Regions from separate parts of the Mus musculus genome. Here region 1 is linked to region 2. A link is a contact called in public HiChIP or PLAC-seq data. All regions are on one chromosome and are shown on one strand. Each heading gives the region's core, a stretch centred on a gene start, on an enhancer-like site or on the middle of the called end of the contact. The rest is flanking DNA. Distances are from core to core; before and after follow the strand shown.

Evidence for each region. HiChIP or PLAC-seq counts read pairs in DNA pulled down with a chosen protein or histone mark.
Region 1: a contact with region 2 is called in an H3K27ac HiChIP or PLAC-seq map of T-cell acute lymphoblastic leukemia, with 5 times the contacts expected there. The contact joins two enhancer-like sites. A contact is called at or near these places in 2 of 484 Hi-C or Micro-C datasets (embryonic stem cells and forebrain) and 4 of 115 datasets of contacts at active chromatin or transcription factors (the SCID.adh cell line, T-cell acute lymphoblastic leukemia, embryonic basal ganglia and 1 more).

Annotation. Positions count from the first base shown.
Region 1 is chr7:73,357,148-73,360,957 of GRCm38.p6, forward strand. All of the region lies in intron 1 of A730056A06Rik (RIKEN cDNA A730056A06 gene), which reads right to left. Among named protein-coding and RNA genes, the nearest start is that of Rgma, 16 kb to the right of the region's middle. Within about 2 kb of position 2,329, at least 4 of the 459 cell types and tissues checked have an H3K27ac peak or open chromatin away from gene starts, as enhancers often do. A contact at or near this core is called in the SCID.adh cell line and T-cell acute lymphoblastic leukemia, where this site is marked.
Region 2 is chr7:73,197,802-73,201,410 of GRCm38.p6, forward strand. No RefSeq gene overlaps it. Among named protein-coding and RNA genes, the nearest start is that of Gm20083, 16 kb to the left of the region's middle. Within about 2 kb of position 2,345, at least 21 of the 459 cell types and tissues checked have an H3K27ac peak or open chromatin away from gene starts, as enhancers often do. A contact at or near this core is called in the SCID.adh cell line and T-cell acute lymphoblastic leukemia, where this site is marked.

The DNA.
Region 1 (3,810 bases), core at 1,079-3,578, 160 kb after region 2:
CAGCTGGTCTGGCTTCAGAGTCTTTTTTTCTTTTTCCCTTGGCTTGTCTGAGAGGGACTGGCAGCTCTTGCTTACTCTGGCAAGGAAGGGCCTAGAGAATCTAGTCAGTTTCAGGGACTTCCTGGAGCTAGTTTGCGTCTTTTACCTTCCTGTTTAAGGAACTTCACTGTGGGTTGGGATGCCTGGGTGGGTGGGTGGGTGGGTGGGTTGGGTGGGTGGGGATGGTTGGTTACACAACATCCTTCTTCAGAGATCCCTTCTGAATGAGAAGTCCTATATTTTCTTCTTTCCCTCTCTTAATGCTTCTATTTTCTGGATACACTTTTGTTCCGTTGGGCCCCAGCATCTGTCAAAGTCAACAAAATGAGTGCCTCTTATACTTGATTCAGATCAGGCAGGACTGTCCCAGCTCTGAGAGTGAGAAGTGTATGTAGCCATGAGTGTACCGTTCTGCTGTCCATACACTCTTTAGACCACAAAGGGGGGAAAAAAACAAATAACAGATTAATAAAGCGTGTAGGAAACACCTACACAAGAGGCGGTGGATCAGGGTCATTGAATCACTCCTGATTCAGGGTCAGCATCTCTGGGGGAGGGGGAAGAGATGGTCCTCCTCACAGGAAGATATGGCCAGGACCCCAGCTTGCAGCAGATGGAGAAACAGCAGGTCCCTGGCAGTCTGCCCTTCTTTTTCTTCTTGACCTTTCAACTCCACCATAGCTGCCTTTTGTGTCTCAGGGTGAAAGCTATGGGCTCTAGTTCCCTCTAGTCCTCCAAGGACAGAAGAATGAGACACCCCTAGCTGTCTGTCTTGGCTGTGGGGGTGGATGACAGCTTGGTACTGGACAGGTGTCTATGTCACCTGACTGATGGGAATCCTAGTCTGAGAAACCTGAGTCTATCCTGGGTCTTACCCCCAAAAACTCTGCTCCTACCCTGCAAGATGACAGGGGCTGGTGGAGAGCATGCACTGGCAAGAGAGGAGCAGCGTCACCAACAATTGCAGGGATTGTTCTGCCTCCTATACTTCTACAGTGTGGTCCTTCAAGGAATGTTGGGGCCTCTCCACTTCCCACCACATCCCTATCCAAATAGACCTAGACCTGGCCGGTGCTGGAAAGAAGGCTACAGGTCGTCCGTAGTCAGATAGAGGTTGATTTAACATCCGAGTCAATAAGAGTTGGACTCGGGGCTGGAGAGATGGCTCAGCAGTTAAGAGCACTGGCTGCTTTCCCAGAGGTTCTGAGTTCAATTCCCAGCAACCACATGGTGGCTCACAACCATCTGTAATGGGATCCCATGCCCTCTTCTGGTGTGTCTGAAGATAGCTACAGTGTACTCATATACTCAAAAAAAAATCTTTTAGAGAGAGAGAGAGAGAGAGTTGGACTCAGGACAATGAATGTGAGAATAACATTCACTTTGCACAAATCTGAAAGTGTGACTAAGGCAAGTGTGACTTCCCTGTATGCAGTAAGGGAACTGAGGCTGTGCACAAGGGCTCCAGCTCATCTCTCTGGCCCTAAGGGCGTTGCTCTTTCACCGGAGATGGGGCTGCTCCGTTTCTGTGAAGCCCACAGCAGCTGTCCTGGGGAGTTGATAGGCATCTGATAAGCAAAAAGATCTGAGCCTGTGCACACCTGTAATCCTAGCTGCTCCTCCAGAGGCTAAGGCAGGAAGATCACAAGTTAAAAAGCCTTGAGGGGCTACAGAGTGAATTCAAGGCTGGTTGGAACAACTTTGTGAGTCTCTGTATCAAAATCTAAAGAAAATAAGGAAAAAAAGAAGGTAGAGAGAGAAAAGACAGGGACAGAGAGAAATGGATCTTACACAGAGAGATCTTTAGAGATGGACTGTTAGTTTATTCATTCCTGAAGCATTACCACCCATATATGGGAAACAATCAGTACGGTGTGGGTGTGTGGGTATGTATAAAAAGCACGTAAGCTTCCTACTGTCTTTAAGGGAAGACTACATATAGAAAAAATGGATATAGTCCTAGAATTGTCCTCTGTCGTGCAGTGCATTGTCTGTTCTTCAAGTAGCCTTAAGGCCACAGTTTTGGTGTTTCTGTGAAGGATCTCATTGGATCCTTTTGCCAAACCTTCAAAGAAAGAGGTTATCATCCACTTTGCAGGTGACAAGAGAGAGTTCAAAGAACTCTATGGCCTGTGGCCAGCCCAAAGTCACAGGCTAGAGACAAGACTTAGCATCAGAGCTCTCTGTCTTGTCAGGCATGCTCTGACCTCACCTTTTCCCTTCTGGCTCTTCTTCCCTTCCCCTCCACTTCCAAAGCAGTCACACGGTGTCCAAGCCCATCCTACTCCCAGGGGCAAGTGGAAGCATCCCACAAATTTAAAAGGCTTAAAACTTGATGATTTGGACTGTGGAGAAAGCAGGGGAAGAAGAATTGCCTGTTTGGGAACAGTCTGCCCATCTTCCCATCATATAGCCACTGAGGTTTAGGCTCAGGAGTTACCACAAAGGGAGCTCTGTCTAATCAAGTCTTGGGTATATCTTGGAGGTTCAAGGACACTCACTACCTTGCCACTCACCAAGTGCCTACCAGATACTTTCAGGGAACAACAAGCTGAGTCCATTATGTTCCCATGGCATTTTACAAGCCACGTCCTGTCCTGCCTCCTTCCTGCTGTTTATCTCAGTGAGTTCCCACTGAGGGATGAAGGCGGGAGGGAGCACATGCCTCCTGCCTAGTAAGTCTCCAGTTGAATGGTTGGAATACTGTCTAGACGGGCTTTTCGAGAGAAGCAGAAGTTGGCTCTCCATTTTCCATGGGTTCCACGTCTATGGATTCAACCAGCTGCAGCCTGGAAACGCACAGGTAGCATCATAATAACACACACAGATTTCTCTTGCCACGTTCCCCCAACACGGCAGCATAAAGAACAGCCACCTGCAGGGCACTCACACTGTATCAGAAACAAAGTCATCTCAACGAGATTTTCAAATCTATGAAAATGTGTGTAGGTTCCATGCAAATACCACGCTACTTGGTATAATAAGTATGGCAACTAGAACATCCTCCGCTATTGGTAACCTTTGTCCATGCAGACTGGGCGATATGGACACATTCTTGCACAGAGGGATTGATCCCTGAGACATTGGCTTCTAAAATTGTGGCGCTGGAAAGTTCACATTGTGTTAAGGTGGGCAGTCTGCCAACTTAGGCAGAAGACAGAACTCTTTGGGATGCCCCAGTCTTGCAACATTCAAGCAAATTGTAAAGGGGTGGTCTGTTCTGTTGTGCTCTAAAGCAAATGATTGCCATTGTCGATCATTCCAAAGCCTTCACAACAGCTTCCACTTTAGTGTTTGTTCCAAGTGGCCACCATAGGCAGGCCGAGAAAAAAAATCACAAGTACATATGTCCCTCAAAAGCCTAGAGATTTATAGTGATGCTACAGATACTGTTAAAGGGGAGAGGGAGATGTCATAGGCTGGTGATTGTCGACAGCACGATCAGCATGATGACCATGAACTTACAATCACAAGGTCTACAGCCAGCTTGCTGTTGCTATTTGCATTCTGTGTGCTTGCAGAAAACATTTGAAGAATCAAGGAATCAAGCAAAACTCCAAACACTGTCAAGAGACCAGTTAATGAGCTTCATTGACGATGCGCTCTAGGTAATAAAAATGCTGTTTTATCTCCACCCAATCACGTAGTTTGAGAACGATGAATGGCCTTGATTCGGAAGCCCCCGTTTGACATACCCATGGCCTCAGAGCCTTTCTTTCCAACACGATTGCAAGCTCCCTAATTCAACCTTTATTTAGTATTTACCATATG
Region 2 (3,609 bases), core at 1,095-3,594:
CATCATTGCCTGGACTTTCCAGGGACATTTCTTCACTGACCATTGACCAGTCTGTAGTGAACAAAAGGATACAATGAATTCTGAGGCACCCCTGAGACCTTGAACTCTGCAAGCCAAATGTAACGGAGTGGATGGTAGCACCTCTGTGAGCAGACACATCACTCTACTTCCACTGCAAAGGAAGGCCTTATCCATTCATTTCAACTGGAGTCTTCCATTCGATCATGGGTATGGAAGGGAAATGTTCGTCTTTCCCCATCCAATCAAATAACCCCAGGGAGATATGAACTTATTCCCACTGCAGTGTGCTGCTAAGTTATGAAGTCTTCCCTGGTGGAAGACTAGTGACTCATGTACCTACCTGGAAGTTCACCAGTGGCCCCACAGTGTGGAGGTGGGGTTTGACATAACAGGCCAGGTATGCTGAAATCTATCTAAGAGATTTGGCGCTGGAAGGAAACACTGGCAACACAGACTAAAACTGCAATAAAATAAACACTGCCTAGCCCTCTTCCCTGGCCTGCAGGAAATCGGGTTGCTCTTGATGAAAGTGGGGCAGACAGCCAAGTCGATCCTAGCACCCTGTGTAATGCCTCTCTGTATGTTTTCGTGCAGCTTTGCCCTGACCACAACACAAGGTTTGCTACCGGCAGACAATCCTTTTCTGTAAGTGACAGGGGACAGGGAGGTAGGCAAGGTGCCCGTGAGTGGAAGTAACCAAGATTCGAGGCCGTAGCAAAGAATTAAACCCCTCAGAGTCATGTGGGAGGCACGGAGGTCAAACTTTACTAAGTTTCCAGAGAATAAAGTAGAGGTTAATGTAATCCTAAACAGACTCTTCCCCCCTTCACTTTTATTCCAATGATGGCCAAATGGGGCTTGGGAAATGACTCTGTTTGCCTTGCAAGCACAGGAACCTGACTTCAACTCTCAGAAACCAGAAAAAGCCAGAAAGAGGTACCCAAGCATGCTGACCCAGCCCTGGGGAGGTGAAGGCTGGCAGAGCTCACCCACCTCTCTTCAGAGGAGATGCAACCCCGACTATTCCCACATGCCATTGTTGGGATGGGACATTAGAACACTATAGACGCCCCTTGTTCTCCCCCATGTGTTCTCTCCTTTAAGCTTCATGGTAAGAAGTCTCTGGTTATCCTGATCAAAAGCATCTGTGCCTACACTCCAATGATCACCCACGACACAGAAAAAGAAACCAAGGAGTAGTGGAAGTTAGACGGCATGCTGCCACCACACAGCTGGTCAACAGTAGAGCGAGGATTTGAGCCCAGGTCATCTGAAGCTCATAAGCACACTAGCTGCTATTTGTTTAAGTGTTGTTCTGGCTCTGAAGAGCCTGCAATGCCCTTGAGTATCTATACTGATATAATAGATACTAAATAGTGGACATCTTAAGCAAACAAGGCTTCTCGGTGGATTTGCCAGAGATCTTCAGGGCAGCACTGCCCAGAGGTAACTGGAGGTCATCTATGGACCTTATCCAGCTATGAATATGGTGTCATCTCTATTCTCTTTACACCAAGCATCTGAACAAGGTACACCCAACACACGAGTGTGGAGAACCAATCACAGCTACAGAGGAGATTATGTTTTGAAGTCTGTGGTCATTAGTATTAATTATTCCTGGACAAGCTCTAGAATCTCTAGGAGAAATGCCCCCAGGGCATGCCTATGGGCAGTTATCTTGATTAAGTTAACTGAGGCAGGAAGGCCAGCCCGCTGTGGGTGGCACTATTCCCTAGGCTGGGAACTCAGACTACATGAAAAGAAGAAAATGAGTCGATCACAGTCATTTATCATTCACTGTTTCTTGGCTGTGGATGTCACATGACCCCAGCATTCTGCAAAGTATAAGTCATCTCTTTGATGGACTGTAAACTGGAACAATAAGCTAAAATAAAACCTTCCTTCCTGAAGTTGCCTTTGTCACCATAATAAGAAAAGAAAAGAAAAGAAAAGAAAAGAAAAGAAAAGAAAAGAAAGGGAAAGAAGAGAAGAGAAAAGAAAAGAAAAGTCAAAATCCCAGTATGGGTTGGCAATCTTTACCTTGGAAGTCATATTTGATTCCATTCAAAGCATTGCCCATTGGTTCATGTGTTGCTAGGAGAATGGCGGGGCCTCTGACCATCAAAATGGCATAGAGCTTCCCAGCAGCAGCATTTCAGCTGGTGGTTCTCCTAAACTTAGACTTCTTTATCGCTTATACGATCTCATGGGTGGCAATGACTTCCAAAGGATGATTCAGACCTGGCATTGAGGAGCACAGCAAGCACATATCACAGCTGCCGTTTCTCCCAGCCACTGCCACCCACGAGGGCTTTCACAATGAGCCTGTTGCACCAGGAGCCAGGTGCAGCCAGCATTGTTTATCAGCAGGTGTTAGACAAGCCCATGGGAACCTCACTTTCCTGCCAGGCAGCAAAGGCCCTGGTTCCTGCTCTTCTTGGCTTTATAACCGAATGTCACGGCAGGGCTTTCCAAAGCCACAAAACCCACAGAAATAAACCAGGGTGGCAAATTTTGCCTCCCTTAGCAGTAGTACTCCTTGTTCAGTAGGTACTGTAATTGCTTTCACAAAGTAATGTTTGCTGTGAGCCAAGTCCCTAGACCACCACCAAAGAAGACACTCGAAAAGATCTCTGGCCTCAGTGTGAACTGCTGTAGATCCATCCATCTTCTCTGCCTGTATTCTTCATGAAACTGGGCACGACGTGTTCGTCTTTTCATTCTCAGGTATCTCTTACATGTTTGCCATGTCCGTACATACTTTTTGACACTCACCACTGTGCAGGGTATACCTTTATTGCCTTCGAAGTCCATGCCCATCCCTGAAGAGTTAGCAGTTCTTTCTTCATTGTTTTTAGTTTCCATTTTTAAACTCTAACTTTTTTTTATTGTTTCCTTTGATGGTGCTTTTTAAAAAATAATAATAATTCTTTTTCTGTTCACCAAAGTACTTCGTTTTCAATGTAGAAAATTTGAGAAATAGCAGGCACAGTGGTGCAGAGAGCTGAGACTACAGAGGCAGGCAGCTGTCTGTGAACTGGAGGGCAAACTGCTCTACACAGCAAGTTCCAGGACAGCAAGGTCTACACAGTGAGACCTTCTGTCAAAATTAATTAATTAATTAATTAATTAATTAATTTTGGGGAAAATATATACATAAATCCTATAACTTTGCCCTATGTAGCACTATTGGTGTTTTCCTATGCTTATTTGTAATGCTTTGTAATTTTATATATTTTAATCCAAATTATGACATATATTTGTACCCAAGTATAATATATACTTTCCTTATTTAACATTGTCTCTTAAGAATCTTAGTATCATTAAATAGTTTTTAAAAATGTTTTATTTGTTGGCTCCATAATATTTCATCTAAAAACCATGTGATGATTAACAACCTCCCAATTATTAGATCCACTTTGTTGTAAATGACTGGAATAAAAAACAGTGATGAGTAAATTTTTGCCTCCACACCAGTGTGTCTGATGCCGAACATGGAATAGGACAATGATGTGAACTTATTTGAGCTTTTTACCAAGTACTGCTCTCCAGAAGTTCAAAATCATTTTCAGTCCCTGGCAAGGTCTC